6 separate regions of the Mus musculus genome follow, and all the other regions are linked to region 3. Evidence: chromatin contacts called from public Hi-C, HiCAR-type and Micro-C data. All regions are on one chromosome and are shown on one strand. The core of a region is the stretch at or near the end of the contact, and the rest is flanking DNA. Distances in the headings are between cores, read along the strand shown. Region 1 overlaps Ccdc171 (coiled-coil domain containing 171). Region 2 has its middle 38 kb from the start of Gm11415. Region 3 holds the start of Bnc2 (basonuclin 2). Region 4 overlaps Gm33410 (a long non-coding RNA gene). Region 5 has its middle 70 kb from the start of 6030471H07Rik. Region 6 holds the start of Sh3gl2 (SH3-domain GRB2-like 2).

What was found. A called contact is a pair of places that touch in the nucleus more often than the background predicts. HiCAR-type assays count read pairs that join an accessible place to other places.
Region 1: a Hi-C map of uterus shows a contact between it and region 3, with 4 times the contacts expected there. The contact joins the enhancer-like site here to the promoter of Bnc2 in region 3. A contact is called at or near these places in 6 of 39 promoter capture datasets (the C10 cell line, cranial neural crest, frontonasal cranial neural crest and 3 more), 1 of 484 Hi-C or Micro-C datasets (uterus), 3 of 115 datasets of contacts at active chromatin or transcription factors (astrocytes, craniofacial prominence and fibro-adipogenic progenitors) and 2 of 9 other capture datasets (adipose tissue and macrophages).
Region 2: a Hi-C map of uterus shows a contact between it and region 3, with 4 times the contacts expected there. The contact joins the enhancer-like site here to the promoter of Bnc2 in region 3. A contact is called at or near these places in 11 of 39 promoter capture datasets (the 3T3-L1 cell line, 3T3-L1-derived adipocytes, embryonic stem cells and 6 more), 12 of 484 Hi-C or Micro-C datasets (the 3T3-L1 cell line, adipose-derived mesenchymal stem cells, embryonic fibroblasts and 4 more) and 5 of 115 datasets of contacts at active chromatin or transcription factors (astrocytes, embryonic stem cells and forebrain).
Region 4: a HiCAR-type map of kidney shows a contact between it and region 3, with 5 times the contacts expected there. The contact joins the enhancer-like site here to the promoter of Bnc2 in region 3. A contact is called at or near these places in 11 of 39 promoter capture datasets (the 3T3-L1 cell line, the SN4741 cell line, embryonic stem cells and 5 more), 1 of 484 Hi-C or Micro-C datasets (uterus), 7 of 115 datasets of contacts at active chromatin or transcription factors (the NIH/3T3 cell line, embryonic hindbrain, embryonic midbrain and 3 more) and 3 of 9 other capture datasets (adipose tissue, embryonic stem cells and macrophages).
Region 5: a Hi-C map of myocytes shows a contact between it and region 3, with 2.7 times the contacts expected there. The contact joins the enhancer-like site here to the promoter of Bnc2 in region 3. A contact is called at or near these places in 3 of 39 promoter capture datasets (the 3T3-L1 cell line, embryonic stem cells and liver), 2 of 484 Hi-C or Micro-C datasets (myocytes and palatal mesenchyme), 2 of 115 datasets of contacts at active chromatin or transcription factors (astrocytes and fibro-adipogenic progenitors) and 1 of 9 other capture datasets (adipose tissue).
Region 6: a Micro-C map of embryonic stem cells shows a contact between it and region 3, with 3 times the contacts expected there. The contact joins the promoter of Sh3gl2 here to the promoter of Bnc2 in region 3. A contact is called at or near these places in 2 of 39 promoter capture datasets (liver and pre-B cells), 2 of 484 Hi-C or Micro-C datasets (both in embryonic stem cells) and 1 of 9 other capture datasets (liver).

The regions. Positions count from the first base shown.
Region 1 is chr4:83,828,869-83,833,528 of GRCm38.p6, forward strand. The region is part of intron 25 of Ccdc171 (coiled-coil domain containing 171); the gene reads left to right. The region is part of intron 2 of Gm42309 (a long non-coding RNA gene); the gene reads right to left. Among named protein-coding and RNA genes, the nearest start is that of Gm42309, 11 kb to the right of the region's middle. Within about 2 kb of position 2,228, at least 55 of the 459 cell types and tissues checked have an H3K27ac peak or open chromatin away from gene starts, as enhancers often do. A contact at or near this core is called in craniofacial prominence, fibro-adipogenic progenitors, second pharyngeal arch cranial neural crest and 1 more, where this site is marked.
Region 2 is chr4:83,924,841-83,929,238 of GRCm38.p6, forward strand. No RefSeq gene overlaps it. Among named protein-coding and RNA genes, the nearest start is that of Gm11415, 38 kb to the left of the region's middle. Within about 2 kb of position 1,756, at least 15 of the 459 cell types and tissues checked have an H3K27ac peak or open chromatin away from gene starts, as enhancers often do. A contact at or near this core is called in uterus, where this site is marked.
Region 3 is chr4:84,673,162-84,677,337 of GRCm38.p6, forward strand. It overlaps Bnc2 (basonuclin 2), which reads right to left and starts at 2,242. Exons shown (of 7, transcript NM_001369083.1): 1 at 1,814-2,242. The coding sequence starts at 1,816.
Region 4 is chr4:84,101,170-84,105,979 of GRCm38.p6, forward strand. Gm33410 (a long non-coding RNA gene) reads left to right here. Exons shown (of 3, transcript XR_390687.4): 3 at 1-261. It also overlaps the pseudogene Gm12416. Among named protein-coding and RNA genes, the nearest start is that of Gm42310, 6.8 kb to the right of the region's middle. Within about 2 kb of position 2,237, at least 8 of the 459 cell types and tissues checked have an H3K27ac peak or open chromatin away from gene starts, as enhancers often do. A contact at or near this core is called in kidney, liver and uterus, where this site is marked.
Region 5 is chr4:83,972,311-83,976,513 of GRCm38.p6, forward strand. No RefSeq gene overlaps it. Among named protein-coding and RNA genes, the nearest start is that of 6030471H07Rik, 70 kb to the right of the region's middle. Within about 2 kb of position 2,446, at least 28 of the 459 cell types and tissues checked have an H3K27ac peak or open chromatin away from gene starts, as enhancers often do. A contact at or near this core is called in fibro-adipogenic progenitors and myocytes, where this site is marked.
Region 6 is chr4:85,202,687-85,207,034 of GRCm38.p6, forward strand. It overlaps Sh3gl2 (SH3-domain GRB2-like 2), which reads left to right and starts at 2,770. Exons shown (of 9, transcript NM_019535.2): 1 at 2,770-2,935. The coding sequence starts at 2,891.

The DNA.
Region 1 (4,660 bases), core at 978-3,477, 840 kb before region 3:
AATCCTTAAAAATTAAAGACTTTTGTGCATGAAAACAAAACAAAACAAAACAAAAAAACAAAGCCAAGACAGTGAAAAGATAATACAACAGGAGAAAATATTTACAGTCAAGTATCTAGTTAGGTCTAATGTAGAAAATGTGAAGAACTCTTGAACTCAATGAGTACATGATAACCTAATTTTATTTTATTTTAGTGTTAGTTTTTTTTTTAGATATTTTCTTTATTTACATTACAAATGTTATTCCCTTTCTTGGTTTCCCCTCTGAAACCTCCCTATCCTATCTCCCCTCCCCCTACTCACCAACCCACCCACTCCTGCTTCCCTGTCCTGGCATTCCCCTACACTGGGGCATGGAGCCTTCTCAGGACCAAGGGCCTCTCCTCCTATTGATACCCAACAAGGCCATCCTCTGCTACATATGCAGCTGGAGCCATTAACCTAATTTTAAAAATGAACAAAGAATCTTAGTCGACAACTTTTCTAAAGAACACAAACAAATATTCAACAAACACTTAGGAGATAATTGAGGTCACTTGATGACCCCCCCCCCCCCCAGTAAGTTAAATTTGAAATTTTCATTTGGCACAGCAAGTCTACTCTTAGGTATATATCCAGACGAATTCAGAGCAGTTATTCAAACAAAATACTTTGTCATAGTAGTGGATAAATATTCACCATAGCCAAGGAGGCTTCCTCAATATAAGCCGGTTGATGAAAAGATATGAACATATATTGTATTCAGACTGTGACATGTTATTTGGCCATAAGCTTCAATACATTTTTTTTAATTAAGAAAATTTTATGTGCATGATTGTTTGTGCATTGTGTATATGCATGGTACCCAGTAGCCATGGAGACCAGAAGAGGGTGTTAGATCTTTTATAACTGGAGTCCTAGGCAATTGTGAGCGAGCTGTCGTGTGGGGGCTTGGAACTGAATCCAGGTTCTCTGCATGAGCAGTAAGTGCTCTTAACTGCTGAGCCATCTCTCAGAGCCCAAGGTGCCACGAAATGTTGATCCATGTTGCAATATGCACAAAAGACCAGACACACCAGAGCAGACCAGTTAGTCTTCTTCAAGAAGCCACACATGTATGATTCCATTTATATGGAATGTCCCAAGCTAGCAAACCCATAAAGACTCAGATTAATGGTTGACAGTTTGCAGGAGGAGACCATTGGAGGTGAGTGAGTGCTGAATGGGTGTGGGGTTTCTGTGAGATGAGGAAACTTTCTGAAATGGGATGGCTATACAAAATTGCAGATGTACCTGATGATTTAAAATGGATAATCTGTGAATTCTAGGTTGGGTGTGTTTTAACACATTAATTTTTTTCATGAGTTCTTGTCTGGCATGGCATCACCCCTCTTATACAGGATGGCACACTGCAAAATCACATGACAGAGAAACACAGGAAATTTGGGTTCTAGAGAAAGTTTGCCATCTGACTCATCTCAAAGCTTTGGGAAGTAAACCGCACAGTCTCCATGGGTCTTGGTTTTCCTGGCTATAGAATGAAGACTCTAAATGAAATGAAAGTTGAATTCCTGCACAACTCTAAAATTCTTTTATTTGAGCTATAAATAACAATTTAGAATTCTGAATTCTATGCTTTATGTTGTTCCTGCTTCACTTATATTGATGAAATGAATGTTTCTAAATTTGGTTATATTCTGCACCAAGGAACCACTCACAAAAGCATACGAGGTATATAAACCTTACAATATAACTTATAACTAGGTAGTCAAAAAGTCCCCAAAGTAATTGGGGAATGGATTAGTATACTTGTAAGAAATATTTCCCTTTTTAATGCACAGTTTTTTTGATATTTAATATGTTAGGAATGTGAACTTTTAACTTGTCAAACTATTGTAACGTATTTGAAAATTATAGTAATTTGATTACAATGTTGCCTATAAGGCACAAGGTTTAGTTAATGGAATCCATATGTAATTAAAATGCAGAACTAAATGTAATCAGACTCCAGTGACTAGGGCTTTCATATTGATAGTTTTACAATGGCCTCTGGGGTTGAAAGTTTAAATGTTATAGAATATAATAGCGCTGTAGAAAACAAGCTGGCAATTTATTTGCGTTAATGTTACCAGCACAGCCACTTAATGGTATGTGACTCTGGCATCCTGAATTGTCTTCCTCTTAGTAGTATGATCTGTTGGCAGGTGGCAGATTCACATGGCTGCCACCACTGCAAGAACATTCTCCACAGCACTGTGGTATAGACACACCAAGATGAAGGTCCCTGCCCTGAGCCAAGCCACACTCTCTTTTAATAACAGAGCTGCTTAATTTGGGTGAATTCACTTGAATCATGTGAAAGTAATAGACACAACACTATGCACCAAGCCACAAAAAAGTTAAAAAATTTTTCCTGAACTTTAAAAAAAAAAAAAAGAATGATTTTCTCTGGACGAGCTTAAGAGTCGACATCCTGTGCTGGAGTTCTCTAATCATCACCAGCACAATTTACAATCAGAACACACAGAGAGCCAGTTCAGACCAGCTCATCTGTTGATCTTGGCAATGGCCCTTCATCTCACTGTGTACAGCTGCCACTTAAGAGTGGGGGGGGGGACTCAGCGGAGAGTTGGGGGCGGGCTGCGAGGCTGGTCAAGGCAGGAGCACACAGACCTGCTTCATCTCAGTGGTCTTTCGTATTTTACTGCCCTCCACCCCTTTTTTTTTTTTAAACTCAAAATTAAATACGGACCTCTCCTGAACCACTGCGCTCCAGGCATAAGAAATTGTAATGTCTGGCTTCCAGAAACTGTCCCGTCAAAATGTGCTTCTGATTAGGTGGCTTAATTACAGCTGTGAAAACAATGTTGATTTAGGCCGCAAGATTCCAGGGCATGTCAGCTGCTATTAGCTAACCTTGGACTGAATCCACCATTTTAAAACTCTGTGCCACTAAACTCACCCTGCCTGACAACTTTTTATTTAGGTGGAAAAGTTGCCAAAAGCAGTACATTTTAATCAACGTATTGTTCAACACACAATTTCATTTGTATCACCATTAATGACTCTATCAAGAACAAGGAAACTCCATTTGTTCAAACCAGTAAGTCCTGAGTAGTATTTTTGAGGGGCAACTGACACAAGAATTACTTTTAACTCCTTTAATTCAGTTTTATTTTAATTCTAGCATGTTGGTTTAACCACCCAACTTTATTACACCTAAATTTTCCTGACAGTTTCATTTGCTGTTAGGAAATAAAATTGCAATTTTTTTTTTCAGCATGGGAAATAATGGCTAGTTTTTAAAATGTTATGGTGGAAGCGTCCCTTGCCTGAAGCGTGTTCAGACCCAAACTCAGTTTACTTTTGGAAGGAAACGGACCTCATTAAATGGTTTTTTAATATTTTAATATCGCCTAAGTATTTTTCCATGGTGAGAAGGCTGATTAGACCTGTCTGTTTCCACCTGCAGGGGAGCTAGAGGTTGTAATTATTTGATGGCTCTGGTGCTCTGGCCTTTTCAATACAATTGATGCAGATACCGTGAATAGCTATGTATTTGAGGTCATTCCAATTTCTTTCACTATTGGACATGAAAACTTACTCTTATGTGACATGAATGACAATATCACAGAACAACAGTTGAAAAAAGTCAGTAATTAAAAGAAAGCAGTGCACTGAAGGCAGAAGCATGACAGGAAGTACAAAAGGCATTAAGTCTCATAATCATCTCATGAGAACTTTTCCTTGAAAATCCTTTTCAGTGAATGATGAGCGAGCTAACTCAGCATTTGTTCAAGTTGTAGTAGGAGTTCATACATAGGTAGTGTTTGGTAGAAGTGGATGAGCATATAGGTAATATGTGTGTTTTGAAAGAAAGTGTTGGACTCCTGATTCAAGACAGAGTTGAAATCAGTCGTCTTGTAAGTATCCAATAACAACCCAGAACATCTTCAAACTACCAGATTTTTTTGGAGGCATGCTCTACATCTGTCTTTAGTTCATCTATCATTTGAGTTAATCTTCATGTCAAACTTATAAAGTAAATTTATAAAACTTGTAAAAGAAATTTATAAAACTTACAAAGGAAAAAGAGAGGGTATACAATATGCCCAAGATGACAGAGTCTAGGCCAGAGCTACTGACCATTTGCATACAACCCATACCCTAAAGATATGACTAGATATTCTTTCTGAAAAAAAATTCAGGAGATGCAACAGAGAGAAAACATCAGGCACGACAAGGTCACATTGTCATTTAAGGGACAAGTGCATTTAAATCTGAATAAAAGTTTTATAGCTTTCCGTGTCTAAAAACCCCCCAGCTAATTTCCCCCCTTTCAGCATGAAGCGGCTGTGTATAGAGCCTGGCACATTCTCTAGCCCTGCAGTTATGATCTTTTACCTAGAACAAAAGGGCTTCCTCCTTCTCTTTTGAAGCTGCTTTTATGCAAGAGGAATTCAAGGTGTATCCTTCCATGTTAGGCTGGTTTGAAGTTTCAAATTTCTTGCGTTTGTTCTTATGGTTCTGTGTTCTCGGAGAAATTGCGAAGAAATAGCTGTCTTCGTTTTTGCAGAACTTTGGCTTAGGGCATCCTTTGATAGAAGCTGAACGCGGCTCATTCTTTTGGTTATCCCTTTATTCTCAGTGTTTGCCTGACACAGATGAGAACGATGCCCCC
Region 2 (4,398 bases), core at 506-3,005, 750 kb before region 3:
AATCGCTGAAATTTGCTTTTTTTGTCTAACACCATTTCCATCCTATCAAATGAATACAGAATAAACAGCAAAGTAATGAACCACTAGCCAAATACACAAAGCAAGAAAGGTGCCTTAAAGCTACACATAACACAACTACATCTACTATAAACCTATCCCAGTATCATATGACAAATTTCAACAATGGGAAAACCACAGTTAACTTTGTACCAACCTAATTGTATCATAGCACAAAGAGTGTTCAGAATCAAGGGAAGAAGTATCGGATTGCAACCATGCTTCATGCTTTAACATCTCAGCCTCAGTGAGGTAACACGTTTAAAAAAATCATTGAGGAAGATACTTTGAAAATGTCAGTTTATGAATGACAATGGCAATTGCCTACAAAGTGTTTCTGATTCCAGCAGGGGGCAGGAACCCTCGTTCCTGGCTTTGGTCTGTGAAAGTAGACTTTCGTTAGGACACTCTTCTATGGGGGAGGGAGCTGGACTCTGTGACCTTCACTCTTACCCATCCAGGACTCAGGGAGGGGAGATCTGAGCCTGGGAATACTGCTGACTCTTAGGTAACTCAGCTACGATTTTTTTCCCTCTTCTGCTTTTTAAATTAGTGTGAGCTAGCACGGCCTTAAGATTTGGTGCCTAGCTGAGACAGCAGAAAGTCACATGCATTAGTTAGGACACAGGCTAAACTGCTGTCCTGAAGACACTGAGAAATGCCACCTTGGAGATGAGATTGTTTATTCCTCTGTGGAGAGCATTTCCTGGCAGGCCTGCGGCACCTGGCAGGTAGGTGGCACTGCTCCATAAAGCCAGCAGACTTTCTTCCATTTTGCTCCATCAGCCCAGAGTGCTTATCTGAGGGTGCTTTTCACATCTGTATCCAGCCTGTGCAAGGGAAGGACAAACGGCTACTTTCTTTTATAACATCTGACCTAGAATGTGCACACATCACTTTCGCTGCTTGGAAATTGGTCACTTGGCCACTCTGGCACTGAGCAGCATGGGAACTGGGAAGTACTATTTCCAGCTGGACACCATTTTCTTCCTTCTTGGGTGTGCATGTACTTCTGAGGGTGTGTGAGAGAGTCGTTTTACCATCAGAAAGATTAGACTAGATGACAGAAGGAAATGGGCGGTATCTGCCATATTTTCCCAATCATAGGTCATTTGATACATGTGAGGGACACTGGACCCTCTCAAAACCTCTTTGTACCTCTGAGAACCTCTTGAAACCTCAACATCTCACCATCAAGAGAATTGTATAGCAGAAGTGTTGGGAGTAACAACCAAGATAAAGAGAGCAGGCCCGAGAGGCAGCCGTGAGCTCTTTGCTCTGCAACCCTTCCTCTGCATAGCCCAGAACCCCTGTTGGCACACACAGTCCGTGCAGACCATGGGTACAGAGCTGGAGGTAGCCAGCAGTTGGCCCAATTCTGCCTTTGGCTGCTGTTCCTGGAGTCCCCTTTCCTCCTCCTGCACCTCCCTCGTGGAGGAATTCTGTAGATTGATGACCTGTCACCTAGAAGATGGAGACAGACCCCAAATCCTGTGTTCTTAAAGGAGAGAATTAACGAGGCCTCCGAGTTGTCTTGGTGCCTGTTTCAGAATGGCCCGTGGCTGAGAGAGCCAGTGTCTGCGGGGCTTCGGGCGGTCAAGCTGCCCTGAATGTGACCTGTCAGGGGTTGTTTGTGATCTTTGTGCCCAGTGATGCAGGTCACAGGCAGTGTTCCTCCCAAGGATCTGATTGTTTGCAGTTGTGAAGTGCAGGAGCTTGGATCTGTCCGAGCAGAGGGTTAAATCATGGAGTGTTTTACAAGAGCGGCTATAGGGAATGCCGTGTTTTCTCCTTATATGGTTATTTTTCTCAGTCCAAAATCCCAGGGTGTATTTTACGTGGTTGAAATACACAAATGGAGTCACAGTCTTAGCCAAACATGCTATGTGGCTTTAAAATTAACAAGCCTCCCTCTACTTCTGTACCCTAAACACACCCTGGAGCAGCAGTTTCTGTTGAGACTGAGGAAAAGAAAGACTCTTGCCTTTTTAGCCACCAACAATATTTGCCTGGGATGAGCTTCTCTAATCCCACTGCTGCCTTCTGCATGAGGATATTTTTTCTGTGCAAGCGTCGGTGGGTCAAATCAAAGTGTCGCAGTTTTTTTTTTTTTTTTCCATTTTTTATTAGGTATTTAACTCATTTACATTTCCAATGCTATACCAAAAGTCCCCCATATCCACCCACCCCCACTCCCCTGCCCACCCACTCCCCCTTTTTGGCCCTGGTATTCCCCTGTACTGGGGCATATAAAGTTTGCAAGTCCAATGGGCCTCTCTTTCCAGTGATGGCCGACTAGGCCATCTTTTGATATATATGCAGCTAGAGTCAAGAGCTCCGGGGTACTGGTTAGCTCATAATGTTGTTCCACCTATAGGGTTGCAGATCCCTTTAGCTCCTTGGCTACTTTCTCTAGCACCTCCATTGGGAGCCCTATGATCCATCCATTAGCTGACTGTGAGCATCCACTTCTGTGTTTGCTGGGCCCCGGCATAGTCTCACAAGAGACAGCTACATCTGCGTCCTTTCAATAAAATCTTGCTAGTGTATGCAATGGTGTCAGCGTTTGGATGCTGATTATGGGGTGGATCCCTGGCTATGGCAGTCTCTACATGGTCCATCCTTTCATCTCAGCTCCAAACTCCGTCTCTGTAACTCCTTCCATGGGTGTTTTGTTCCCAAATCTAAGGAGGGGCATAGTGTCCACACTTCAGTCTTCATTCTCCTTGAGTTTCATGTGTTTAGCAAATTATATCTTATATCTTGGGTATCCTAGGTTTGGGGCTAATATCCACTTATCAGTGAATACATATTGTGTGAGTTTCTTTGTGAATGTGTTACCTCACTCAGGATGATGCCCTCCAGGTCCATCCATTTGGCTAGGAATTTCATAAATTCATTCTTTTTAATAGCTGAGTAGTACTCCATTGTGTAGATGTACCACATTTTCTGTATCCATTCCTCTGTTGAGGGGCATCTAGGTTCTTTCCAGCTTCTGGCTATTATAAATAAGGCTGCTATGAACATAGTGGAGCATGTGTCCTTCTTACCTGTTGGGGCATCTTCTGGATATATGCCCAGGAGAGGTATTGCTGGATCCTCCGGTAGTACTATGTCCAGTTTTCTGAGGAACCGCCAGACTGATTTCCAGAGTGGTTGTACAAGCCTGCACTCCCACCAACAATGGAGGAGTGTTCCTCTTTCTCCACATCCTCGCCAGCATCTGCTGTCTGGTCACTTGATCTTCGACAAGGGAGCTAAAACCATCCAGTGGAAGAAAGACAGCATTTTCAACAATTGGTGCTGGCACAACTGGTTGTTATCGTGTAGAAGAATGCGAATCGATCCATACTTATCTCCTTGTACTAAGGTCAAATCTAAGTGGATCAAGGAACTTCACATAAAACCAGAGACACTGAAACTTATAGAGGAGAAAGTGGGGAAAAGCCTTGAAGATATGGGCACAGGGGAAAAATTCCTGAACAGAACAGCAATGGCTTGTGCTGTAAGATCGAGAATCGACAAATGGGACCTAATGAAACTCCAAAGTTTCTGCAAGGCAAAAGACACCGTCAATAAGACAAAAAGACCACCAACAGATTGGGAAAGGATCTTTACCTATCCTAAATCAGATAGGGGACTAATATCCAACATATATAAAGAACTCAAGAAGGTGGACTTCAGAAAATCAAATAACCCCATTAAAAAATGGGGCTCAGAACTGAACAAAGAATTCTCACCTGAGGAATACCGAATGGCAGAGAAGCACTTGAAAAAATGTTCAACATCCTTAATCATCAGGGAAATGCAAATCAAAACAACCCTGAGATTCCACCTCACACCAGTCAGAATGGCTAAGATCAAAAGTGTCGCAGTTTTAATGAGTGGGTTCTGTGTGAGCGGCCAGCTTTGAGGCACACAGGTAGAATGGAGCGCAAACATCAAAATGCTAGGGGAGATGCGGAGTCCTTCCTCAGCAGATACTGGTAGGGTCAGGAGGAGGCACAAAGTGAGTGACCACTGGGCTTGCCACAGGTGTGAAGAGGAAGGGGGCTGTTGGGGTGCACACTGTACCGTTCAGGGCAGTTTGTGGGCGACGTGAGGAGATTGTGCCAGTTGAATTTTGCCAACTAGGTCAGGGAGAACAGGGAGGTGTTCTTGGTGGAATGAGAAAATCTTCAGGGGGGGGAAAATGCATAAATAAGCCATCTAAGATACTTTAGAAGATAGCAAAAAACCCCCGTGTCTAGAAATAAGTGGAAGAGAAGGAGCGTTATGGAGATATCAGGCTAAGGGACAGGGTAACTTTAGTGCATATCATTTAAGCCCAGAAAGCTAGGC
Region 3 (4,176 bases), core at 992-3,491:
GCTCTCTGGGAACAGAAAGAGTACCTACAACTCAGAACTTCATTAAAACTGAACAAGTTTAAAGGAAACGGCTACAAATATCATATAAAGTACAGAGCCTTTAAGGGCTCACAAAGGATTCTCGTGTGCATGATTCCAAAGAGTAAAAGGAAGTTCTCTCAAACTTAGACAAGGATTGGTACTAGAGGAAAACTTCCGAGCAGAAATACTTAGTGTCAGAAATAAAGTCCACCTAAAGCATGTGTGTCTGGGCATGAAACCACCTAAACAGGCAGAATACAAAACAGCGGGAGACAAATGGACTCAGCCACCGCTCAGTGATTAGTATATGGGAATAGATCTGTAGACAAATAGTAATACTAGCCAGGGGAAGAAAAGGCGTGCAACTGGCTTTAATAATGTTCTGTAAAATGCCGTTACAAGAAACTCTCCAGCTCTAAGGAGATATATTTCATACTTTGTTTTGATCCCTCCATTAACACAGGATCCAACAACTACAAATGTTCACGAAGTACATAAAAATTAATAAAACAGGCCACTTTCTGCCACTTTAATCCTGGATACACAGGATTATTTTATGATGTCTTTTGTACATCAGTTTTACAACAGCTTGACTCTAGGGTAAATGGGAAGCATCATAAATCGCACGCTGCTTTCAAAACCTCTTTAATTTCTGTCAGCATTACTGTAACCGCAGTCCTGGGTGCATTTTGTATGTGTGTATGTCTGCATTTGACAGTACCATCTCCTACATTCCAGTTGTGACTTTGATCTCTGAAACAAGAGATGTCACATCAGGGGGAAGGGAAGAGGAAAAAAAAATGTCAACCTGCTATCACCCCGTTTCTTATACATCCCATGTACATAGGGCCCACTTTGTATCAGAGCCCCCAAGTGGGGCTAACAACAGCGACACTGGGTGGTAGGGAACTCCAAGAAAAAAAGAGTGGTCAAGCCCCATTTCTAACAAATGACTTCCCGAAAGCAGACAGTGAGGCTCATCACTGGGTGAACTAATTGCCTGCTTCCTCGCTGCAGAGAAGCCGTCCCTTCCAGGGACTGGGCTGGAGTCCCCCTGCGCTGTGCCATCCCTTTTCCACCACCACTTGGCACTTACAAGTTTTGTTTTGTTTTAATCTTCGCCTCATCCCACGGGAGATTCCGTCTAGTTTTGTCCTGAGCTCCACCACTACTGTATATATATATATATGTTTTTAAATTCTGCCCCCCTTTCAGGTCTCAAATCCCACCGTCCAGTCGGCGTGTAAGCGCAGTGGGCCGGCTGCTTCAGAACCGCACTTCGGGAAAGCACACACGTGTCTGTCTAGCGGGATTTGACTGGCCGCGTCCGCGTCCTCCGCAGCCGCGCGGGCATCGCTGCGGTCCCCACGCGGGCCGCGGGCCGCGCCCCGGCACCCATGCCCAGCCGCCGCTCAGGGCTCTCAACAGGCCGGCAAGTTGGGAAAGTTGCCGCGGGTCCCGGCAGCCCCGTGCATCCCGGGTCCCCGTGTCCCGCGCCCTCCCCGAGGGCTCCCCGGTCCCCAGAGTCCCCGACTGGCCGCCGCTCACCTAAGGCGCGGGGAGCCCTCGCTCCCGTCCGCCTGCCCGCCCGCTCGCCCTCCCGCAGCCGCCTCGAGAACTTGGGGCCAAGTTGGGGGAGTGGGGGGTGGATTTCGGGAGCGCCGCCGGCTGCCCGCCTCCTCACGCCGCGGCGCTAGAGGAGAACGCGGCCCGCCGCGGCCCCGGGGCGTCCCGCCCGGGTCTGTCCCTACCAAGTGCAGACGCAAGCGGAGAGGAGGTGGAAACTTCTTACCATCTCGGCATGCTGGTTGTCAAGTGCAGCCCCCGCCTCTTGGTCTCCTCTTAGCGGCCGCGCCTGGACCAGCCCCTCGGCCGCCTCAGCTCGCCGCTCGGCCTGCTCCCTCCCCCGCCCGGCCGCTCCGGGCCGCGCTCGCCGCCCGCGCCACTCCCCACCCGCCCGCGCGCGCCCTCGCCGCGGCCCCTCGGCGCTCAGGTGACTGATTTACACCCGCGCCCAGGGTCGCGCTCGCTCCCTCGAGCCGGCGCTCCGAGTTGTCCCGCTCCTCCCCGGGCAGAGGGAGAAAAGAAAAAAAGGGAACGGACTGTCCGGGAGGGGGGCTGCTGGCGAGGCGGGGTGCGCGCGGCGGCGCGGGGGGGACCGGTGGCCGCGCCGGCACAAGTTTCTGCTCCCGGCGCAACTGTCCGGACTAGGGTGTTCGCCGCCTGTTTTGTTGTTGTCCTCAAGCTTTTCTAGGGGCTTCGGGGAGGATGTCTAGCCCTCCCCCACCCCCACCTCGCTAGACACACACCCCCTCTTCCGTGGATGGAAAAACAACTTTGGCGCCCCCCGGGGGGTGCGGGCGTGGAAGTGGAGGTGGCGGCCAGCGCCCAGCTGTCAACAAGGGGGAAAAATGCGAGGAGCCGGGAGGGGAGAGGGAAGGCTGCGAGCCGCCGCCGAGCACCGGGCGCGAACTTTATTCCGACTGCGGCGCAGCGCCTCCGCTCCGGGCTTCTCCCACTCTCGGTCTGCTCGGCCCGGCTCTGGTCTGCCTTGGGCGGCGCCGGAGTGAAGGCAGGGGAAGCCCGGGGACCGTGACGCGCCCGGGGACCCGGGGCAGAAAGTTGCGCACAGCTAGGGGCGAAAAGTTTCTGGGAGCGGCGGCTTTGGTGCCGGCCCAGACGGCGGCTTGCGGCCAGGGCTTCCTTCCCCTTCTAGGTCTGGGCCTGGAGCTGCAGCTGGCGGGGGAGAGGAAGGAGACTGCCACCCTAGCGGGCGCCCGCGACGGACACCAGTCACACGTGTGGGGTGACACTCAGACGACCCGAGTTGCCCTGCTTTAAGACACGGGTTGCCGGCGGCAGGCTCGGCACGCAGCCGCCAGCGGTTGAAGGACACTTCTTAAATGGAAGCAAAACACAGTCGGGCTGCAAGATTCGGGGGGGAGGGGGGAGACTTAATCATCCTCATCTTTCTAATGTACACCGTGTGCCAAAACCGTCTCCGCCTCGTGCAGATTTATCATCGCTAGAGCAAACTTTTTGCTTATCTGTCTCGGGAGGAAAGCACAGGTTTCTAGCACACTCTTGAGCTCTAAGAAATCAGAGAATCCTGCGGAAGATTTGGTTGGCTGAAAACAGGTTTGATTACTGTTTCTTCCTGAAAAGAGTAACTCGTCCCTCCTTCCATTCTCTCTTTCCCCAAGCAGAGGGAGAAGCCTCATAATTTCATTCAGAGGTCAGAATTAAATTCCTCCGAAAATATGTAGACTTGGAATTTAGGACACACTCACACACATACACACACCGTCATAAGTTTAATGTATATTCACAATGGTTAAGCTTAATTTTTTTTTCAGGATCCATGGCTGACTAGATCCCAAGTAGCAACAGCTGGCCTGAGAATGTGAGTTAGCTTATCCACGTGGATCCAGCCTTTTTTTTTTTTTCTTTTTTTTTTAAACATTAGGGCCACCAGCACCTGCAGTTCCTTGTACTAGTTGGGTTCAAATTCCTGACTCCTCCTAGGCCCATGCAAAGCAGATTGGTAGTCACTTCAGAATCTGTCGATTCTATGCAGGAAACACTATAGACTTTAGGCACATGTTTATCTCTTAAATTTTCTAATGAGTGACAGTTGCTGTGGGACAAATTACGGGTTAGGTATCTAACCGTTATCCAATATGTTTAAATGCATGTTATCAAAGTAGGCTCATCGTCAAATGATTTGATTAAGGTGTGGAGCATATTCTCTTGTTCTCTAAGCAGAACTATGACGTCATTCTGTAGCAACTGATTACCCGAGAGATAATGGTGACCAAATGTTCATTCTGAGGTCCTAGGAGCCTCACAAGCAGCTTCCAGAAAGAAGCCAAGTTTCAGTGTGTTTCCCTGCATCACGAAAAGATTGGGAAAAGCTAGCAGCTAATTTCAGAGTCATTACCCACACAAACCCATTCATACACTTAACTGCTTTTAAGTGACAGTCCAGCAAGTTGCCAAACAGTTGTATCCACACAGTGTGTTTCTGGCTGCACACCTACATGTGCCACGCTACTTTTTTTTTCTACATCAAGCAACCTGTAATTTACATTCCTCTGATTGGTTCCAGAACTGACTGTTCTTGATGTTAGCATGCAGTCACTCTACCTGAGGTCA
Region 4 (4,810 bases), core at 987-3,486, 570 kb before region 3:
TAAAATACTCTGGGTGAATTGTGAAGTAGACTCGGCCACTTTCTTCCTTCCCCAGATAAACCTCAAGCCAGCTCAACCTTCTGTGACTTTTATTCAAAAATGGGTCAGAGCATTCATTGTCATAGTTCTGAAAACATCTTGTCAACAACTCCAGAGTGAAATCTCCATGCCAGACCTCTGACAGTAACTCCAGACTGAGACATTCAGCTGCCAAATGGATTCCTCAAAGCCAAAGTCTTAAATAAAATGCTTTTTTTCCCAGCCCTGTCTTAGCCTGACTTCCTGTACCCCATCCATCTTTCCCACCCAGGTAAACAGAACCACTGTTACCCAGATGGATGCTTGAGCCAGAGGCATGAGGGAGAGGCCTAACCTCCCTTGCCCCGCCCACTAGTTGTCTCTCTTGGTCTTCTTGGAAGGAAAGATTTTAATAGTAGCCACTCACCTGTGCAAAAGCCTACAAAATTCATTCCCTGATTTACCACTTGTCCCCTTTTGTAATCCATCCCCATCATAACCAGCCTGGTTGTTTATAGGATATAAACCAAGCCGTTTATGTCCTTTCCTAGTCCTTGTGAAGACGATTAGGTCCAAATGGGGCCCATTGGCCTACAAACCCTGGGGATGCATCTCATCTCTTTCTTCATCCTCTCCCTCCTCTTTCTTCTAGTCTGTTTCTTTTCCACAAGTCTCCAGCCACTCTTAAAAGGAGCAGATCTCTACACCCTCCAGTACACCTCTCCAGGATGATGGTTGTTCCAGTTCAAGCACTCTCTGTCTCTGTGTGTGTGTGTGTACCTCTCTGTCTCTCTGTCTCTCTGCCCTTTCTTCTCCCCCCCCCCCGCCCCCCGTCTCTCCCATTTTCAGTTTCTTCCCAATCTTCAGAGCTCAGCTTACATTCACACCTTCAGACAGAGCCATCTGCCATCCCCGGCCATAGCACCCTAGTCTCTTCTCTTTCATAAGGAGATGGCCTGCCATTAATACACATCACGCTGAGCATCGTGCTCATTATCTGCCTTGTCTATTAATGAATCAAGTAAATTAATTTTAACATTCTACCGCATCATTTATTCATTTGCTTAATTTACTTATGTGTGTGTGGGCACACTTGTGCCAGTGTGCTCTTGTGACAGTCAGAGGACACAGCATGTGGGAGTCAGAGACCCAGTGATTGAAAGCAGGCCATCAGATCCACTCACCAGCTCCTTTATCCACTAAGCCATCTCACTGCCCCCCCCCCACACACACTTATTGCAAATTTTCCTCTCTGAGCCCCCTATCCCTCTGCTCTCAGCCATTAGGACTAGGCCAAACCCTTCTTCTGCTCATACTGGTCCTAGAGCCCCTTCTCTGAAAGTCATGCACCCCTTCCACACTGCCATCTGCCTATAGTTCTGCCTCCCAGTACAACACTTTAGTGTCCTTGAGAGGGAGGTGAGCTAACCAGATAGATGAAGTAGTACCTACGTACACATATGTGTTAGTTGCATGTGCTCTATCTGTAACCTGATGTCCCTCTGGCCACTCAAGAATCCCTGTAAAATATGACACTGCTGATGTTAGTGTCAGACTCCAGTCTCTTGCGGCCTCATTCTGGGCCCCAGCAGAGGCCCACGATGCTCCCTTCCACAGGTGATTTGCCACTGTTGCTCACATCAGCCTGTGGGCCAGCTTCGAACGCGAATGCCTCCCCCTTCCCCTGGTGACTCTGGCTTTCCTATCGGTCTATGCTAACGAGAAGTGAATGCTGCAATCTTGGGGCTCACTCGGAGGTCGCAATTACGTAAGGATTATTAATGAAGCAACAATGTCAAAATTGTGTGAAATCAAACTCAGATTTAAGTTCTTAAAATAAACAGATATAAAGTAACAGATGTCCCGTTTTGCTCTCAGATGATTTCATCCCTTGTTAAAAATAAATGTCTGGCTTGAAAGGAGAAAAAAAAAATACAAGGGACTTTACTCCCATGTTAAAAATTAATTGAATCCAGAGATTGGTAAAACAACTAAGTGCTGGAGGGTTGTGTTTTTTCCCCCCTTCTTAAAGCAAAGATATATTTGTGTTGATTTTTATTTCAGCAAGTAATGAATTCATTGCGTAGTCCCAACTTTGATAGACCAAACTCACGTCCTTTGAAACCCAAAGGGAGAATTTCTCCGCAGTTATTATGTAGATAAGAAAGGCTCGGTGTATCTAGCTGAGGAGAATTTACTTCCAGGCAAAACCCAAAGGGTGCAAAGAAAGAGGCCTCAGAGATAGGACTCCTGGATGTCACTCTCCTCTGTCCAGGCTCCCAGGGAGGGCTCCTGCCTCAGCATCTCAGGGTGGAATTCCCAGAGAAGACTTCTACTGAAATTAGTAATGAAAAAGGCAAATTAGGTCATCTTGCCCGTCCCCCTGCCAGCTTCATACACTGTGGTTAATTTTCTCCTCCTTTGATCAGACACTTCTTAAATGTTTCAAGAGATGGAAATTACATGAGTTGTCTCCCTCCAGAACCCCGACATCTACTGATGTTGCGGGACTTGATTTTCTGCCTGCGAGACCCCGAGGACTTTTTCAAGTGTGTGGAAGGTTGTTTGTGAGCCAGCGACTGCCTTTACTTTCCCATTTCTTATCATTTTTCCAGTTATGGTCCACGTCAGAGGAACAGGGAGTCTGGAGGAATGACCCAAGTCCCACGGTGGCCCTGCGAACATTTGAAGGAAATGGCTGATCTGTAGCACCTGAGGACAAAGTGGGCTCTGATACTGAAGTCCTTGACTAGAGGGATAACATCTCAGGGACCTGACACCAGCCCTCTGTGCAATAGCATTTAACAGAAGTACAAGCCAGAGAAGAAACCACATGTTTCCAGAATGAAAATACACATTTCCGAGTTTTTAAGAGTCTTAGGGGGAAAAATGAAGTGTGTGTGTGTGTGTGTGTGTGTGTGTGTTTTATGAATTAAGGTTTTTTGTTTCTCTTGTTTCAGATCCCATCTCTAGACCCCATACCTGGGAAAACTACCACACAATTACAGTGGGAACTAAAATTGAGGATAGTGGTGCCTGTCGTAGGATAGAGTGGGTGTCCTTGATAGTATCGACCCACTAATGGTCACGCTGGCCAGAACTGAACACAGAGCTCAAAGTCATGCTGACAGCCCCAGAAGGAAGCAGTCTTTTGCAGTGGGTAGAAATGTGGCCATGACACTAAGCACAGCCTCTTGTCCTTGCTGGCTAGCACACCCTCTGCCTCTAGCTGAATGAAGGTCGGTGCCTGGGCCAGAGACCTGGATGATCTTCCTGTTTCATACAGCATCTCCATCTCCCTTGTCTGCTCCTCCTTCTGCCCTTAGTTACGGATAGAGGATGACACAAAATGTCTTCCCCCTTTCTGTTTCTGGTCCTTTGTGTCACTCTTTTGTGGCAGACACTGCTGCTGCCAACTCCCCAAGCATTGCTTTTCGTGTCCTAGGGTGTCCTCCATTTTGGCTGTGAGTGTCACCATGCTGAACTGTTAAAACTCTATAAAATGGGAAATTACTTCTCCAACCTTTTTCATTCCTTGCTGGGGTTTGACCATGGAGCTTGGCTCTGAGCAATGGGATGTACACAGACACCCTAACCTCTGTGGCCTTTGCATCCTCTTTGTTGCCATTTTGAAATTATGGGGCTCCTCCCTGTTCCAGAGACAGCCGCATCTTCTTGTGCAGTGCCAGCCTCTTCCCATAGACAAAATGGTGAAGGTCGGTGTGAACAGATTTGGCCGTATTGGGCGCCTGGTCACCAGGGCTGCCATCTGCTCTCCACATGGCAAAGTGGACATTGTTGCCATCAATGACCCCTTCATTGACCTCAACTGCATGGTCTCCATGTTCCAGTATGACTCCACCCACGGCAAATTCGACGGCACAGTCAAGGCCGAGAATGGGAAGCTTGTCATCAATGGGAAGCCCATCACCATCTTCCAGGAGCGAGACCCCGCTAACATCAAATGAAGTGAGGTCGGTGCTGAGTGTGTCGTGGAGTCTACCGGTGTCTTCACCACCATGGAGAAGGCCGGGGCCCACTTGAAGGGTGGAGCCCAAAGGGTCATCATCTCCGCCCCTTCTGCTGATGCCCTCATATTTGTGATGGTTGTGAACCATGAGAAATATGACAACTCACTCAAGATTGTCAGCAATGCATCCTGCACCACCAACTGCTTAGCCCCCCTGGCCAAGGTCATCCATGATAACTTTGGCATTGTGGAAGGGCTCATGACCACAGTCCATGCCATCACTGCCACCCAGAAGACTGTGGATGGCCCCTCTGGAAAGCTGAGGTGTGATGGCCGTGGGGCTGCCCAGAACATCATCCCTGCATCCACTGGTGCTGCCAAGGCTGTGGGCAAGGTCATCCCAGAGCTGAACGGGAAGCTCACTGGCATGGCCTTCCATGTTCCTACCCCTAATGTGTCCATTGTGGACCTGACGTGCCGCCTGGAGAAACCTGCCAAGTATGATGACATCAAGAAGGTGGTGAAGCAGGCATCTGAGGGCCCACTGAAGGGCATCTTGGGCTACACTGAGGACCAGGTTGTCTCCTGCGACTTCAACAGCAACTCCCACTCTTCCACCTTCGATGCCAGGGCTGGCATTGCTCTCAATGACAACTTTGTCAAGCTCATTTCCTGGTATGACAATGAATACGGCTACAGCAACAGGGTGGTGGACCTCATGGCCTACATGGCCTCCAAGGAGTAAGAAACCCTTGACCACCCACCCCAGCAAGGACACTAAGAGCAAGAGAGAGGCCTTCGGTTGCTGAGGAGTCCCTATCC
Region 5 (4,203 bases), core at 1,196-3,695, 700 kb before region 3:
CTGCCTCACTGTTCATTTCACATCCATGGTTTGGCTTGAAGACAGCAATTGCAACAGCCATTGATGAAGCCACTATGTTATTGAGATTGCCATGCTCTGGCTCAGCACTACACAGCTAGAAAACCAAGGTTTTGCAGACCACACTGTCCTCTTTCCAATTTCCTGTGTGGCTCCTCACACTTCCCACAGCCTGGGCCCATTCATAATATAAGCCTGTGCATCTTCGAGATTGCCTTGGTCTTCTTCCGATCTGTCCGAAGTAGACTCTGTCTATTGGTAAAGTCACAGATGTTGACCACTGTTGGATATTAACTAACCCAAGATTTTCATCTCATACAGGGCAGTGAGAGGCTATAGAGTTAGCTAAGGATGGTCAAGTGTGACAGAGGAATAAACAGAAGAATGTTCATAACAGTCTAGAACTCAAGCCCAAACTGGTAAGGAATTAAAATGCCTCTACCAAATCTCTCGTGCTCGTTGACTATCAGTTTCATTTGCTCTAATATAATAACCAGAGCTCCTACACTATTATGCATGTGTAGTGTCTACCTGGTATAGGTTTACTAATGGATGTCTCTTATCATGATTGGGCTAATCAGTTGACAAGTCATCTTGCATGGATACAGTGTGGGCACCATCAAGCCAGAAAGCAGCAGGTTAGGATGTGCTAGAAGGAAGAAGAGGGAATGTGCTTTGTGCTTCCTTCTCTCTCCATGATCTCATCCATCCCAATGGCTTTCAGTGTCAGAGTGTGGGAAGGGACACAGAACCCACTCTGGGTATGATTCAATCCAAAGAAACTGAGTTTTATAATAGCTGAAGGGTCAAGGCACTGGGGGTTAGGAGCTCCCACTGTTAATCTTGGCTACCTACAGCACTACAGACCCCTAAATAAAGTGTCACTATAGGTTTTAAGTCCATGGGAAGCCAATACCACAAGCCAACTGTTGTTCCAGGAGAGATGACTCACCGACACTTGCCTGGAAACCCCTGTGGCTGTCCACTCTGCAATGATAATGATGTGGAGAACTCTGCCTTCAAATCTTGAGCAAGTGTTCTAAGCCACTGACAGGCTCACACCACACCGAGATACTTGTGGTAAATGTGACTTCAAGATCCTCCCATGTGACACAGACTAGAGCAGGAGGTGGCTTTGGCACAGAGTCTTCAGCTGACCATGATGTTCTGTGTATATCTTTTGAAACATTTTCTCATCCTTACCACATGCCGAACGCTTTGACAAGGAAGAACACATGAGGTCAGGATAGAAATAGATTGACCATATGACTGTGAGTACTGACTGCAAGGTCCTTATGTTTATGCTTATAAAGTCGTATTCGGGGTGGAGGGGGAAGCTGGGTCCATTTCTCAATAGTTAGGAGGACTGGCTACTCTTCCAGAGGACTGGGGTTTGATTCCTAGTAACTACATGGAGGCTTACAACTGTGTGTTAACTCCAGTTTTATAAGATCTAACACCCTCTTCTGACCTCTGAGGGCACTAGGCATGAACATAGCACTTGCACACACACGCACATGATACATGCAGGAATGCATGCACGTGCGTGCATGTAAAATACACATACACACAAAGTAAGATAAAAATTTAAAAATTAGTTTAAAAGGAGAGAAGTGGAAAATGAGGAGAGAGCTGCTTTATTTTCTTTCTGCCCCCTAAATTGTTTTGTAAGAGAGCAAGCCTTAAAATTCCCATTAAGTGGTCCTGAGCTGGCTAAGCTCGAAAGGTCTGTACTTGTGTAAAGGCGGGAACTCACTCATAAACCAAGCAACAGTCCCCAGGTATTTGGGGCAGTAAATTACTTCTAGATGATTAAGACAATGGAGAAAAATATTTTTCTTTTAAATGTAAAAGAGAGATGATCCTGGCAATAGAGAAATAATTTTAAATAGTTTATCTGACTTCTCATTCTTTTTCTCCTTTTAGCCCCTCTCTCTTTTTTTTTAATCATTTTCTCAACCTCTGGTCCCCCATTTTTATCCTTGTAATTGTGTAATTTCTCTCCACTTTCCTTATATTCCCCGCTCATGGAAGTTTGCCCAGAGCTGGTGACAACCCCCAGCTCCCATACTGCCTGCAAGCATGAGAGACTGGCCACAGCTGGGATGACCCTGTCCTCTACTGCCTGTATGCAAGTAAATCATGTACAGATAGTGTGAGTAGTTTTGGGAATGCCCCCTCCTCCCAGGATCCTCCTCCACCGAATACATCTTCATCACTAGATTTCAAATTCAGATGATGTACAGGAAGAGATAACAGCCATTTTTTTCAGCATCCTTTCCTCCCATGGAAACTTCCCCATTCCACCCAATGGGAAAGGAATGAGATTATTAGGATTTTTTTTTCCTTACAAAGTGTGCACACTGAGGCCCAGGAGTAGAGCATGCCAGATGTTGTAAGAGCATGACTGCTTAGTCCCTTTGGCCACACATGCTGAAGTCATGAAGTTGGGAAACCTGACTCAGGAGTGGCCGTCCAGTGTGGGTGCTGACGAAGCAGCAACTGCCCTGGGTCAACTGGCAATGCAGCCGGTCCCTTGCCCAAGTCTGGCTGGACACGTGCTTGACTAGGGGCAGTCAGAGGGGACCAGAGACTTGGGACTGTTTGCAGCCATTCCAGAATACACTGAAGGGCTAAAAGGTTCAAGGGAGCTGAGGACCGTGTCTGCAGGTGAAGAGGAAGGCCTGGCTGATGCTGTTTCTTCCTAAGCAGCAGACACGCATCCTGTGTGAATGGTGGGGAGACGGATGCTCTTTTCTAAAACAAAAGATAGGGAGGTTAAGCTGAGAGGGATCAAGGACGGGTTCTGTTCTCTGTGACATCTTTATGGACATTACAATGTGAATTAGTCATCACTTTCTATAAAAAATAAACGGAGACACCAGAGGGAACAAGATTTTAAATAGAGTCTGTAGGCTCAGCTTGTTCCTCACTGAGGCCAGTTACAATCAGTTCCTACTCTGCCCTGCGCTCTGATTCCAGGTCTAAGTGGTCCATTTTCACATTTACACCAAGCATTAAAAAAAAAAAGACTCAAAAGACTTGTGTTCTATGCTCATTGCCTTTGCTCTTGATATACCTTTGCAACAACAGAATTCTTTCCTGTCACTTCTAATCAGTCCTGGAATGTATTCCAGGACTGCCAGCATCTTCTACCCAGTAATACCGTCCTGGGCTCCGCTGGAGGGACAGTGTCTGGGACGTTGACTACTAAAACTGACCTCTCTGTCATAGCCTAGTTTTCAAGTGGGTTTGGCCAGGAACCCAAGAACCTTGTTGTAAATGCAGACTCCCGGCTCCACTCTCTGAAAATCCAGGTAAAACCCCACTGTACTTTCACTGAGACTCCGGGTGAGACAAGCAGTTGCTAAGTCACTGGGATGCCAGACACAGCTGTGTGGGAATTCTTTCTACAGCACACTTGTACATGGCTTCCTCTCATGCTCCCCCTACTCAGCGGGTGTAGACATTTGCTAACAGAAGTTCTTTGCTGCCTATCAGAGCGCTCTCTCTCTCTCTCTCTCTCTCTCTCTCTCCCTCTCTCTCTCTCTCTCTCTTGTTTTTACAGCTAGCTTTCTGCAGAACAGAAAAAAAAAAAAGAAGAAGAAAGAAAAGAATTGAACTTAAACGTAGCCAAACAATTTTTACCAGAGCAGTAAAGTCATTTCCTCATTGAGCTCTGCTCTGGGGCAGATCTAAGAAGCTCCATTCATGCTGAACTATTAAACAAATTTAGTCACCACCCAATTCTTCTTCAAGATTTACCCTACCAGAGACCTCAGCCACTAGGTGAGATCAAGTCTCTCTGGCAGTCTTCAGACCTGAGTCCCCAGGGCTGGAAGGACTGAGAGCTGAGAGCTTAGTGCCCAGTTGGCCCTGTTATGCATTGCCTGCCTGGTGGCTTTCCCAGCTCCACGACATGGGTGGTCTGTGTGCTGGCAGAGCCCAAGGCTGCGGGAGTCCACAGTCCCCTCTCGGGAACGTGACGAATGGCCTCGCTGACAAAAGCCTGCTCTGCTTTCCATCTCAGAGCTATGAAGGGTTTCGTGTTCAAAGCAGGAGAAGAAACCGCAGGAACCAGACACAACACACATCGGTCGCAAGCGACACGGCCATTTTCTCATCTCAGACATTGGACCTGCAAAGGTGAAAGAAAAATGGCTTTGTTAGAATTCTTTGATGAAA
Region 6 (4,348 bases), core at 1,520-4,019, 530 kb after region 3:
CACCGACACAGCTGTCCTGCGTTTAGCTAGAGGCCGTAGTAGAAAAAGAGTGACTCACTGCCCTGTGTCACCTCGAATTTCTCAGCTGTAAGATCTGAAGCTAGGACTGAACGCCTTGGCCTTGTTGTGATTCACATGCTCACTGAGCTGCACATGAATTCTGGAGCAGTTTACCCTTGTGCTGGCCAGAGACTGTGAACACGGTCAGTGGGGAGAAAGATGGAAGTGGGAGCTTTCCATCTGCCTCTCTCCTGGGATCTATATCACCATGAAAGGTAACTAGGGATGCATCAGCCCTGTGCACACTAGCAGACTGGTATTTCCTGGAAGCTTTGCCATAATGCAGAGAGAAGTAGTGCATAAATGATGTGAGGAAATTATTGCTGACCATGAATTTACTGCCCAATTAGTGAGGTGGTGCTGTGTAGGGGATTCGCATAATTGGGCCTTTCTTGAGCTGATCCGGGTTTATTTACCATTTTCCCAGTGATTTTTATCTCGGGAGACGAAAGGGTAAAATGTTGAGTTCGTCAAAGGCCTTCCTTACTGACCTCTGATTCTAACCACAGCCGCCTACGCTGTGCTTTGAGACTTAGTTACAGATCCTTTGCAGTGGAAGAATTCCCATGTGAGAGCCGTTGAGCACCAAGCACACTTTCCTTCTACATTCAAGTTAGAATATATGCACATAAAACAGTGGCTTTGAATCATTGGCCTGGAAATACTTGGGCAGTGCTTCTCAACCTGTAGGTTGCCACCCCTTTTGGGATCAAATGGCCCTTTCACAGGGGTTGCCTATGACCATCAGAGAACACAGATATTTATATAATGATTCATCTCAGTAGCAAAATTACAGTTATGAAGCAGCAAAGAAAAGAATTTTATGGTTAGGGGCACCACAACACGAGGAACTGTATTAAAGGATTGCAGCATTAGGGGGGTTGAGACTGGCTGACCTTGGGGTTCAAGGGCCAATTTACATGTGTGGGCATCTTCCTGCACCATCCCCTCACACCCCTTTCTCTGATGCCTTCCAAAAGTAGCTGCTCAACACCTCTCTTCTGGGGCAACACCCCAAAGGTTTTCATAGCTAACAGTTGAGGCTTAAATAGAATCCCTGACTTAGATGAGACCTAGGTGAGAGCAATAGGTTCAAAGCGCTTTGAAGTTTTCTATGCAGAACCCAACGTGGTTCCTCTGATCTTTAGCAGCATACGCTATGAAGGTAAGTAGTCAAAGAGACAAGGAAAGGCGGGGACTAGCTTTGCTTTAAGATTTTAAGGTTAAGGCAAGTGCTCAAAGTTTCCGAGGAGCCTCTTCAGGTCCCCATTTCACTTCTTTCATGTGTTGAGACCAAAGTTGCAAATTTCAGACCACATCATAGATTTGTGGCAGAGAGAAGCGAACCCTGTGGCCCTGATACCAAAAGGTGAATTATTAAGAATTAGCATGTCCCTCCTGCCTAAATCCTCTAACCAATGTTTATCCCAATGCCTCCACGGTAGTTTAGAAATTAGAAAGTACCACAGATTGGAAGGTCTGGGCAGCAGCAAGGACCACAAGACTACAGACCCCTTCCTTCCTTTTGCTTTGCTTTGCAGACTGGAAGGGTATGCTCACTGCTCACTGCTCCGATATTCTGTTGTGCTGTGATTCACAGTAGCAAGGGTGAGTGGTACCCAGCCCGTGTCTAGAATCCCCTTGCACCTGCTCTTCCGTTCATCTTTACTCAAGCTGCAGAAGTCTACTGGCTTCCTTTACACCAGGCAGTAGAGGGGGGGGGGGCGGGAGGGGAACTGTATTTCTAGGAACCCAATCCAGGTCCTGTTGATTCTTTCCACATTCTCCGTAATTACTCTCCTCTTGGCGGCTCATCACTTTGATCCACACATGCAGGTGTGGCCTGCATCTGAGACTCTCCCACAAGCTCTTCCATACAAGACAAACTTGAAGTGGCTGCTCATAAGAGCACAGATTTCTGGTGCTGCTCTGGGCCCTTCACCCAGTCCCATCCACCCTTTGTCCCTATGTGGTGTTTGTATAACTTACTGCCTTTCCTTTCCTCATTATATAAAAATGTTAGAACGAAAAAAAAAAAGAAAGAAAAAAATGTCCATGATAATTGTGTGAATGCCAAGTTCGCATTCGTTTTTTTTTTCTTTTGAAAATAGAAGATTAAATGTTATTACTCATATCAATATATGCTATAGCTCATATCAATTCCATTCCAGTATCCCAGTCAAACTGTAGGGACCTCTCTTCATCTTAAGTAGTTAAGTTGTACTAGAACAGGAAAAAAAAAGTTGATAGATTTCCCTAAGGTGAAACAAGCTTAAGGGATATTAAAATCGAGGCAGAGAAATGTTTTCGGTGGCCAATCATGCGGGAAGGCAGGGCATGAAATGAGCAATAACTTATTCATGATCCAGATAAGCCGCCACCCTGCTTTTCAACCACAGGGAGGCCAGGCTCAAAGGGCAAGGGCAGTGCGCAGGCAGCACCACTGCGGCTACCTGGGAGCTGGGTCACCTGAGTCTAGACTGCCCAAAGGCGGTGATCCCTTTGCCAGGGCCACGAACGAACGACTCCCACAGCTGAAGACAGCCCAGGCTTCGGACCGTGGAGGGACTTTCGCCCCCGCACAGTGCGGGGGTTCCTCGCGCTCACCTGCCTCGGCTTGCGCCCTGGGCGGGGCTTCCCGCGTCCCCTTTAAGAGGCCGCATCACCCGCCCTGACGTCAGGGTGTCTCTCCGCACAAGCCCGCGTCCCGCGCCGCGCCCCCGCGCCAGCAGCTCCCGCGGTCGCACGACCAGCGGCGGCCCGGCGACCCCAGCCGCCTCTCCGCATCTGCATCTGCATCTGCCGGCCGCGCAGCCTCCCGCATCCCATCATGTCGGTGGCAGGGCTGAAGAAGCAGTTCCACAAAGCCACTCAGGTAGGGCGCGTGCAGGTGCGCCATGGGCCGCCCCGCAGACCGACAGACAGACGGCGTCCTCCCCTGCAACCCCTCCCTGTTCTGATCTGGTCCCCGCGGGGCGCTGCGCGGCAGCCTGGCTCCATAACCCGGCTCCCTGTCTCCGATCGGTGCTCGCTCCGCGAGTCTCCTCCCTGGCCGCTGCATCCCTGCTTCCTCTTCCCACTCCGAGTCCCTGTGGTCCCTGCCACTCTAGCACTCAGACCTCAGTTCCCTTCCCCTGGCATCTCTGCTCTCTGTCCCCGCTGTCTCGGTTCGCCGCCCACCGGGTTCCCAGGCAGTTAGTCCCTGCACGGCAGCTCTCAGGCTCTGCACGGAGGGTGCCGCGCAGGTGCTTGGCGGCGCGGCGGGAGATTATGTAAAGTCGCCTCGGTGCGGTGACCTTGCGGTGTGGTGTGCCCCACTGTCCTGGGATGTGCTGGCTGGAGCGAGGTTCGCTCTGGAGGCTGCGGAGGTGCCCGCGCTCTGCGCTTGCTCCAGGCTTTGCGCTCCCAGGCCTTCTCAGAACCCCTCCTTCCCAGGCCTCCCCAGGCTCCCAGCATGGGAGAATGTGGTTCCCCTAAGGAGCATGCATGCATTAACTTTTTTCCCTGGAGAACTCCTTGGTGAAGCTTATTTGAGGCCATGGTTTGATCAGTGGTCTGCAAGTCTTTAAAGTTCTCCCACGGGTTTTACTGCGGAGGCAGTTGTTAAAAACTTGAAAATCACTGTTTACTAGATGTGCCAAATTTTCTGTGTGGGGTAAGCTGAGATTAAAATTTAATCCAGACCCACATAATTTAAATCTCATTGGGCCCAACTCAGTGATTTTACAAAGAGAAAATGTCCAAAAATACTTACGATGTGACCCATTTCTTACATAATGTGTGGAGTTACAACCCTTTTATTCATTTGGAACAGGTTAAATTTTAAGATATATTTAACAAGAAACGACTTTATTGATAAACCGTAAAATACTTTTTGCGTAACCATTTAGCTTTAAAGATCCTTATCCTAAGCTAACCTTAATTGTGTGGCTTCTGTAATTTCTTGTTTTTTAAAAACATTACTTTTATCTTTTTTTACAATCCAGCCACTCCCTTCCCTCTGGGTCCCCCCTCCCACAGTTCCTCATCCCATTTCTCCCTCCTGTCTCCAAGAGGATGTCACGCACACCAGGTCTTCCCACTCCCAGGAATCTCAAGTCTCTCGCACATCTTCTTCCACTGAGGCCAGACCAGGCAGTCCTCCTCTGCTATACATGAGTCTCATTACCGAGTTCACAGCCTCAGTACTATTGCAAAAGGCATAGGGAAAAGGTGAAGACTGCATTCCTCAAGTTTGCTTAAATTAAGGTGCAGGATGACATTCACCCCTGAGCATCATCTCTGTCAC